Regions from separate parts of the Mus musculus genome. Here all the other regions are linked to region 1. The links are chromatin contacts, called in public HiChIP or PLAC-seq and Micro-C maps. All regions are on one chromosome and are shown on one strand. Each heading gives the region's core, a stretch centred on a gene start, on an enhancer-like site or on the middle of the called end of the contact. The rest is flanking DNA. Distances are from core to core; before and after follow the strand shown.

Region 1 (2,969 bases), core at 29-2,528:
AGCCTTGGAGTCTGCCTCCAAGAGGCAGTGAGGCTCCAGTGAGCGGCAATGGATTCCGTTCGTTTAGTAAGGACAGAATACACTCCAGCTTTTTCTGTTATGCAAAAGGAAACGGAAGGAACAGGGCAGCCATTTCACCCATTATTCTAGTTCACCTTCATGGTAGTCCTGTGGGGAGATGGGGGGACAGCTAATGGGTTTCATCTATTTAAGGATCCATCTATCCCGCTTCAGGGCCATGAAGCAGGGACTCATAAAGGTTTTTTTTTTTTTTAAATGGGGGCTTCTATGATTTGGGAGACCCTGTTCTTCAAGGAAGAAAACACATTACAAAACTACAGCAGTGTGACTCAACTTCATAGCCTCCGAAGAGTCCTCACACAGGAAAGGTCTGGTTGGCGCTAAACCTTCCTTGGCTTCCAGTTGGTCAGCCAGTGCCAGCTAGAACAAGGGCTCTGGCTGTCCCTAGCCAGACACAGGGAACACAGCGGGATCCAAAGGGCGGAACTGACATTGTGGACAGCAGCTCTCCACCCCCCACTCAAAGTGCTATCAGTTTACACAGAGAACACTCCAGATGAGCTGGGCCACTGCCCAGACGGCTGCTTTAAACGATGCCCAGAGGCTTTGCTGTCCCCAAGCAACAGGATTTGCCTGGAGCCGCCATAAAAGTCTTCAGAGCCAAGGCACACACACAAATAAAACAAAATGCCACACTCGGCAGGAGCCCCTGATTCTGGCAAGCTGTGCTGTGCCAGGAACTTGCTTTGGCTTCACCAAGTTGAAAAATCACAGAGTAGCTAGAACCAGTGCACCTCTGTGGCCCTGTTAAAGCTGGGTATTGCTCACCCAGACAAGCAGAGACTTGAGGCTACTTATTTAATTGTGCTGGAAGATCTTATCAGCCGGAGGCTTTAAGGGAGGGAAGGTCTGGATGCTCCCCGTCCGGAAGGGAGAGGCCCTGGGATTCAGACATTCTGAAATTCTTAGTCTTCCATGCGCTGGTCGTGATGCGAAAGGTCTGAAAAATAATCTGATCTCCTTTGAGTTTTATAATGCAGATTCCTATGCTGAGGACCCAATGAGACCCCATGCTAAGGTTTCAGCGAAAGCAGGGCGCAGGCTGGGATAGGGCCCAGAACTGGGGTCCGGGGTGGTGCAGGAGTCTGCCTACCCGCGGGCTCTCACCTTCTGGCCATTCACGTAGAAGAGCAGCTGAATGGGGTCCATGACTCCGAGGTCCCTAGCAGGTCCCTAGCAGCGCCAGTCCTTGCAGAGAATAAATTGCCCGAGGCTACAGGGCGGGGCTTGTCTGTGCTTCTAAGTCTCCACCCTCCCAGAAAGTTTTGGAAGAGCCAATGCTGCAGAGGTCCTAAAGGGAAAACTCTCCTGACACTACAGAGTGTGCCAGCGTGGGAGACAAGCTGAAATCTTTGGGTTTTGGCATCGATGGGAGAGAGGGGTAGCTGGGCGGCCAGCCTCAGGAAGTCCTGAGTCATTGCTCTAGTATCTGTGCCAATGCTTGCTTATTGAAGTGGTTTCCAGAATCCTCTCGTTTGTTTAGGGGGAAGGCAGCCTGGCTGTACTGCTGAGTCACTTCCCAAGAGTCCTGCGCCCTTAACCTCACTTTTTGGCTTTCTTTATATTTTAGAATCCACTTTATAAAACCTGGCAAGTCTCAAATGAGACCAAATTATTTTCCAGGCCTTAGTATATCTCCCTAGGTTATTTTATTCATGCAATACAACATCCCCACCCCTCAATACCCATTCACACAGGGTTTCTCTGGGTAACAGCCTGGCTGTCTTGGAACTCTTCTTTGTAGACCAGGCTGGCCTCGAAATCACAGATCTCCACCTGCCTCTGCCCCTTGAGTGCTGAGATTAAAGGTATGCACCACTACACAACATTTTTATTGTGAAAACTTCCCGTTTGTAGGTAGAGGAGAAGAAACCACATCTCAGCAATTCCAGGAGTGGTTAACAGTAAGTGGCTAACACCTCCTTGCTTCCCAAGGATCTTAAGCACATTTCAGACAGTGTTTTACCAGTAGACAGAAAACGTGTGTGTATGTGTGTGTGTGTGTGTGTGTGTGTGTGTGTGTGTGTGTGTGTGTGTGTGTGTAAGCATCACTATAAAGCTATGGCTAGTTTGGAATTTACTGGCTTTGAACTGACAGCTTCTATCAGCTTCTGCCTCTTCCTGAGTGCTGGAATCAAAGGTGTGTGTGAGCCTCCATATCTGTCAAACATTTTCTTTTTTGAAAAATACTTTATGTTTGACAGGATCTGGGGAAATGGCTCAGAGGTTAAGAGCTTCCAGGACCCAGGACTAGAACAAACCTGTTTTCTTTATAAAGTATCCAGTTTGGGGCATTCTGCTTTAGCAATAGTGAAGAGATTAAAAGATTAGATGAACAGATTAAAAGCTAGAATTCTTTTACTCTCCTGATGCCAATAATCTCCATTCTAAAATCTTACTAACTAGAGATGGCTCAGTGGCTCAGAGCATTTGTTTCTAACAGATTCAATTCCTAACATTCACAGTCTTCTGAAACTCCAGTTCCAGGGAATCTCATTTCCTTCTTCTAATGATCCAGGGCCCCTGGCATATGCACATGTACACATCTACTCCCCCCCCCACCCACACACACCTACACACACACACATACACACACATGCCCATATATATACACACATATACTCACACACATGCATTCGCATGTACATATACACATATGCACACACATACACAGGCATACAGACACACAGGCAAAACATTCATACACATAAAATACATATTTAAAAAATTAAGCTATTTCAAACCACCCTAGGTACACGGTGATAGTCTTTTTCAAAGCAAAGGGCTAAAACACAAGGTTTCAGGATCCATAGCTGTTTTCATATCAGTACATTGATAAATATTCCTAGACCATTGTGTATGTGAGTGTGCACACGTGCACTATTAGT
Region 2 (2,985 bases), core at 22-2,521, 360 kb before region 1:
CCGTGCCAGTAATATTAACTTCTTAAACCAAGTATCAAACCTTAAATCAAAATTACAATTAAAGCAAGCCCAAGACGCTTTCAGTTAACAGGCAATAGAGAGGGTGCAGGTAAGTTTCCCTCTCCAGGAACCCCTTGATGTAAGTGCTGGAACTACACCTTGATAAAGCATTTTACTATCACCCTGTCTGGTGGCAAATGGCCTACCACAAACCTAACTACTCAGTCTCTCCTACACCGTTCTTTGCATCTCCCACTTTTTCTAAGTAACCCGAACTTAGAGGACTGTCGCGGTCACGAGCTATCTGTCAAAGGCCCTGAACCGCATCAGCGCTGCCCTCATTCCAAAGTGGCGCCGAGAGCCGCAGAGCCCGCTTGCACCCTTCCAAGATGCAAAACTGAGAGCTGGCCGCAAACGCTACAGCCCCAGCCGCCTCCTCCTCCCCGGGCACGTGTCTCCACATCCACACCCTTTCCCGTGCCTCCCGCCTCTCGGGGCTCGGGCGGCGGGCCCCGGAGCGCCGCAGGCCCTTCTCCACCGACCCTGTCGCCTGCGGTGGTGGCCGCCGCGCCGAGCGGACCACAGGCGCCGAGGCGCTGCGCGCCGGGGCCCCCGCCGCCCCGTACATCCGCCCGCCCTCCCGCGAAAGCAGCGGCGGAGGCGGCGGCCGCGGCGGTGGTGGCGGCGGCTGCGCCCCGCCCGCCGAACTCCCCACGCGTACATCACCCAACAGAGGCCGCGGCGGCTTTGTTACCCAGGCCGGCCGGGGCGCACACGGGGGCGCGCCGCCACCCCGGCGCCCCGCGGCCTCGCCCGCCCTCCAGAGCGGCGGCCCGGGCCACGGATCCAGGCCCCGGGTCCCGCCGGCCCCTCCGAACCGCGCCGCCACCCTCCTCCTCCTCCGGGCCACGGCGCGCCGCTCTTCCCCGGCGCTGCGCCGCGCTCGCCTCACCGAATTTAAGGCGAAGAGAAAAGAGCCAGAAATCCCCGAGCTGGCGGCAACTGCGGCGCTGTCTCCTCTGCGACCGGAACTAACGCGAGCAGGAGGGGAGGAAGAGGCGCCACCCCCGCCCCGGAGGCCTGCTATCGCGAGATTTCTACCCTGCGCCAGTTCGCACTCCCCCCTGCCGAAGGCCGCGGGGTTGCAGCTCGGGGGCACCGGCTAACACCGCGGTGGTAGGCGTCTCTGTCCCACCCTAAAGCCCCAGGCTGCCCTGACTCTTGTACCAGGGTAGCCCGTCCCCCTTCCTCCGCCGCAGCGGCCGGCCTCCCCCTCTCCGGGCGGGGATGGGAGTGGGAAGCGGCCCCTCAACGGCCGCGAGTTGGACCAGTCCGTCCCGGTCCAGCCCAGACCCCTCCTCCGGAAGCTGGAGCCCGGGGGTAGGGGGAATGCTGGGCGGCGGGCGCAGAGGCCGGGGCGTCTGTAGGGTTCTGCCTGGGTGAGGACTGCAGCCCGGCCTCCCTGCTCTGCGATGCGGTGTGCTGAGGGCAAGTCTGACCTCGGCCTGTCACCACGCCTTGCAAGGGGTGCTCGTCCCCTGACTGCGGTGGACTGGGAATTTGTTAAAACCAGATTGCGAGGCCCCCACCCGCAGGGTTTATAATTGCTTCTGGTGCAGGACTCAAGAATGTGCCTTTATCACAAAGTCTCCCGAGATAAGGACCTTCAGAAGGTGTATTCTCCGGGACAACAGATAAAACTGCCCGCATCCGGTTTGTGCCCTTTTCATCCGCCATCCCCCAAACACCGGGATTTGTCCTTAAAATCCCTTTCCATGTACCAACTTCTCGCTCTCGCTCTCGCTCTCTCTCTCTCTCTCTCTCTCTCTCTCTCTCTCTCTCTCGCGTGTTCCAGATCGAGGCCAGCCTGGTCTACAGAGTGAATTCTAGGAGAGCCAGGGGTATTTCTGACATCCACCGTCCCTGTACTCAAACCTTTAATCTTTCTTACTCGTACATGGAAGGCACTTCTGTTCACTGGCATTTAACATATACTGTATTTGGAGTTTCGGATTTGCCTCTAAGGCTTTAAGCCGCTGTTTGTTGGATCTTGGCTGTCAATTCTTTTCCGTTCAAGTTGGTAGGTCGGAGCGCTGAAGGAGCAGCGGTGGGAAAATAGCCTAGCAGCAACAGCCTAACTTCTTGGAGGTACTGGTGGCCCATAGGACTGAACTTTGGTGGGACCTAGGAAGGCCAGGCCGTGGAGCATAGTGGGAAATGATGGGAATCAGGGCTCTAAGTTCCCCTACCTTTATCCTCTAACCCTGAGTCCGTTGGCATTTCTCTTGGAAGTCTTATTTCATACTCTGCATGATAGACTACCACGTCCCCCACGTTATGTTTGTTTCTGATGTGTTAAGGGTACAGTATTTCACTAATTAAAAAGCCATGTTTGTGTAGTATGTGTGTAGCAGACATTCTCCTAAGCACTTAACTGCGTTGAGTCCTTGAAACTGCCCTATGACTTTGACACTTGTTAGTCTTGTTGGGAAAAGAAGGCATATAGGTCAGTTAACTTGCCAGTGAACGGCCCCCCAGCGGCCTGGTCCACCAATATAATAAACTGCCAGGTCACACACTGAGCTGAGCTAGAGACACAAAAAACGGTGAATAGCCAAACCCGTTACTCATAAAGCTTCCCTCCGCATTGGCCACATTTCCCAATTCGGTCTCCTCTCCAGTACAGTCCTGATTTACACCCTGCCTTTGTATTTTTGAGACAGGGTCTTGCTAAGTAGCCCAGGCTGGCCTTGACCTGGCAATCCTCCTGTATCAGCTTTCCAGGTACTGGCATTAGAGACATCAGTCACCAAGCCCAGTTAATTGGGATTTCTGTTCCCGTGACTAAATGAGCCTTCCTTGTTGCACTGTGTCTTTCTTTACATTTCCAGGGTGATCTTTCTAAATGTAACTCAGGCCCTTCTCATCAGTGTCTGAGTTCCTGGGTTTTCATGAAAAACCACAGGAACACTGCTTTCCACCTTC
Region 3 (3,019 bases), core at 280-2,779, 420 kb after region 1:
GTACAGGTCCTAGCTATTGTCCCAGATCCGTGTCTCCTGTGCCTTCTTTGCTACAATATACTCCAGGCTATTGTTCAGAATTTTGTGACCATCCAAGAACCTATCTAGATGTGTTTGTGTGATGTTCAAGGAAGAGAGATGCTGTGGCTGGCTGGTGAACCTTCAAGGACATGCACATGTGACCAGGCCACTTCTTGGTTGTGCTCACTTCGGCCTTTCTTTCTTAGTGGCACCTTAAGTCAGGCAGAGGCAAGCCTCCTCCTCCGCTGGAGAGAAACACTGATTGTTCTTCCTGATCTTTACCCTTCAGAAAACAAAGAGGACTGTATTTCACAGTAGCTAAGTTATGGAAGCAACTTAGGTGTTGGTAATGAGTAAATGGCTTATAGACATGTAAAACTTGCTTAGTCAGGATCCCCACTATACCCAAGGCTGCACATGATAACTAGAACGTAGTGACATTCCTCACACAGGATAAACAGGCATAGTGCTAGAACCCTATGACACCCACTGTACAGTATATAAACAGAGACCAAGAGCAATGCTCTGCTCTGTACATCTGGAGAGATGCCACCTCGATCTGCCGTGGGGCTAGAGGATCTCCCCCAGGATCTTGACCTTCAAATCAGAGACTTGCTTCTATTAGAGACTGGACCTGACCTTCAGCGAAGATATGTCACACTAGGACTGTAATTAAGAGCTTAGAGTGTGAACCTTGTGTGGCAACCCAAAGCAAAGTAACATCTCTCTTTTTGTTATACATAGTACACATATTACCCTCTTGCTTACTGTCCATCAGCCGAAGAATGAATATGGAAAGGGTGATAAATACGTTAAAGAATAAAGTCCTGTCATCTGCAAGGAAAGACAAATGGACTCAGCCAGAGACAGTCATATTACGTGAATTAAGTCAGTCTCAGGAAGATAGATATCATGCTCTGGCTCGTTTGTGGGTCTTAGATTTAGCATAGAAATAGAAAAGAATTGTAGGCATAGAAAAAAAATGCTGCATATACCAAAGCAAGTCATATACATAGAGATGATGTGAAAATCAAAATGAAATTGTCTGAGGGAACAAAGGGAACTAATGGGGAGGGGGAAGGGAGGAAAGGAAGAGAGTGGGGGGGGGGGGAGATGTGCTCGAAAGACACTTACATACATGCCTGAGAAATGTATTATGTAACCCAATCTAATATAATAATCATCTTTAAAAGAAAGAAGGGTGTCTGGTGCCATGTCTTCCTGTGGTCACTGGCATTGCTTTGCAGAGACAGCCTGAAAGGACCCCGGAAGCTCAACCTTCCCTTGCCTCGGGCCCTCTGTGTCACCACGGAAAGCCCGCCCCCCACCCCCACCCCCCTGCTGCTTTTTCAAGGGTGACTTTACAGCCCCTGTTTACCTTCCCCTGCACCTCACGAGGTGCCCTTCCTTGCCCTTTGGCTGTTGTTCCAGGCAGGGTGACACTAATGCTCCTCGAGAAGAGGGGGTGGGCGATCAAGGAGAGCGCCCTAGTGAGTAAGTCACGTGCACCCCAAGTGCGCGCTGTCTGCCTTAAAGGTCACATATTTGCGCGCTATGAAGAAGAAGGAGCAGGTCGGAAGCCTCATGCATAAGCAAAGCTTCTCCCTGCACTCAGAAGTAATTTAAATGGCTGGGAACTTATCTCTCTGATAAAGGCTGCACCTTTTTATGTGTGTTCAACCTAAGGAAAGTGCTTCAAATCCTCCCTGGCATTTGCCTTGCAGTGCTCTTGGGGGGTAATGGGCCATGACGTGCCTGGAGCTGCTTTGGAGCTGAGTGTGATCTAGTGTAAATGTATTATTATTGCCATTAGGAATGTGGTGGTGGGGGGATTAAATGCTACTGATAAAAATCACCGAAATCTATAAGGAGAATGTAAAACTGGGCCCAGGAAGTTCCATACTTCAATTAAATTAAATGACCACATAATGCTACATTCTAATCCTGTGTGCATAAATTAACATAAAAACAAAATGACACAAAACTGCTCGCATCAGCAGGAAATTGAGGGGCCATTAGTCATTACCCTTTGGAAGCCCCTTGCATTATTATTCAGTGCCCAGGAACTTGACAACTGCAGAATGCTTAGCAGTCATTTGTGGGTAAATCTGCTTCTCTAACGCTGACTTTTAGAATCTTTCCATTTAGCCTTGAGCTGAGTTTCCCCACTCGTCCGCTGGGACAGTGGTGCTTGGGACCTGTCCCTACTTGGTCCCCATGCTTAGAGCATCCCCAGGATTCTGCAGAGGTCTGGTGATTAGCTGATTCTTGATTGTGTGCTGCCTCCTGGCTCTCAGTTCCTGATGATTTCCATGGTCCTGTTGGGAGACAGGCACAGGACCTGTTTCTGCTTGGCCTTCAAACTTTTCTAGGTGGGACTCTGAACCATAGTGGTTGGTGTCCCAAGAGGAGTCCCTGTGACTCATGTAAATGAATAGATGTGTTTTGTAATTGTGTGGGGTCGTGCACTCTCAAATGGCCTTCTGAAAAGAAACCTCAGGTTTCTGAATAGACACCCTTATGCATATGGAGAGAAGACAATGGGTGATGTCTAGGCTTGCCAGTCTCGGAGGAAGGCAGCATACTGATTTCCAACTAACATTCACTAAAATGCACTGCTGAAGGTCAGGTGTGTCCTTTTGTGTTAAGGGAGCCACAGAAACAGCACCGTGCCTCTCCTGTCTTCCGAAGGCTGCCTTTTGGCGACTCCTCCTCAAAGAGGTGCAGACAGGACCACAGGGCCTTGTCCAAAGGCGGCAGATGATTTTTGATATGGCACAATATTGTTTCTCTGCAGCTTCCTGGGAATATACTGGAGCTTCAGGCTAGTGTCTGTGACCTCAGCTCCCGTGGAAGTTTGGGTGAGAATGGCCCTCATCAGCTCATATATTCAAAAGATTGGTCCCTAGTTAGTGAAACTGTTTGGGCAGACTTTCGAGGTATGGCTTTGTTAAAGGAGGTGTGCCACTGGGTGTGGTGGGCTTTGAGGTTCCCAAAG

Evidence for each region. A called contact is a pair of places that touch in the nucleus more often than the background predicts. HiChIP or PLAC-seq counts read pairs in DNA pulled down with a chosen protein or histone mark.
Region 2: a contact with region 1 is called in a Micro-C map of embryonic stem cells, with 2.3 times the contacts expected there. The contact joins the promoter of Bzw1 here to the promoter of Aox1 in region 1. A contact is called at or near these places in 3 of 39 promoter capture datasets (the 3T3-L1 cell line, the HPC-7 cell line and neural stem cells), 10 of 484 Hi-C or Micro-C datasets (the MNK3 cell line, embryonic stem cells, granulocyte-monocyte progenitors and 1 more), 2 of 115 datasets of contacts at active chromatin or transcription factors (the NIH/3T3 cell line and heart atrium) and 1 of 9 other capture datasets (adipose tissue).
Region 3: a contact with region 1 is called in an H3K27ac HiChIP or PLAC-seq map of embryonic stem cells, with 4 times the contacts expected there. The contact joins the enhancer-like site here to the promoter of Aox1 in region 1. A contact is called at or near these places in 7 of 39 promoter capture datasets (the 3T3-L1 cell line, the HPC-7 cell line, embryonic stem cells and 3 more), 1 of 115 datasets of contacts at active chromatin or transcription factors (embryonic stem cells) and 2 of 9 other capture datasets (embryonic stem cells and liver).

What each region holds. Positions count from the first base shown.
Region 1 is chr1:58,028,278-58,031,246 of GRCm38.p6, reverse strand. Aox1 (aldehyde oxidase 1) reads right to left here and starts at 1,278. Exons shown (of 35, transcript NM_009676.2): 1 at 1,189-1,278. The coding sequence starts at 1,230.
Region 2 is chr1:58,391,184-58,394,168 of GRCm38.p6, reverse strand. Bzw1 (basic leucine zipper and W2 domains 1) reads right to left here and starts at 1,271. Exons shown (of 12, transcript NM_025824.4): 1 at 953-1,271. Gm39644 (a long non-coding RNA gene) reads left to right here and starts at 1,626. Exons shown (of 3, transcript XR_003947828.1): 1 at 1,626-1,713.
Region 3 is chr1:57,611,876-57,614,894 of GRCm38.p6, reverse strand. No RefSeq gene overlaps it. Among named protein-coding and RNA genes, the nearest start is that of Spats2l, 160 kb to the left of the region's middle. Within about 2 kb of position 1,529, at least 22 of the 459 cell types and tissues checked have an H3K27ac peak or open chromatin away from gene starts, as enhancers often do. A contact at or near this core is called in embryonic stem cells, where this site is marked.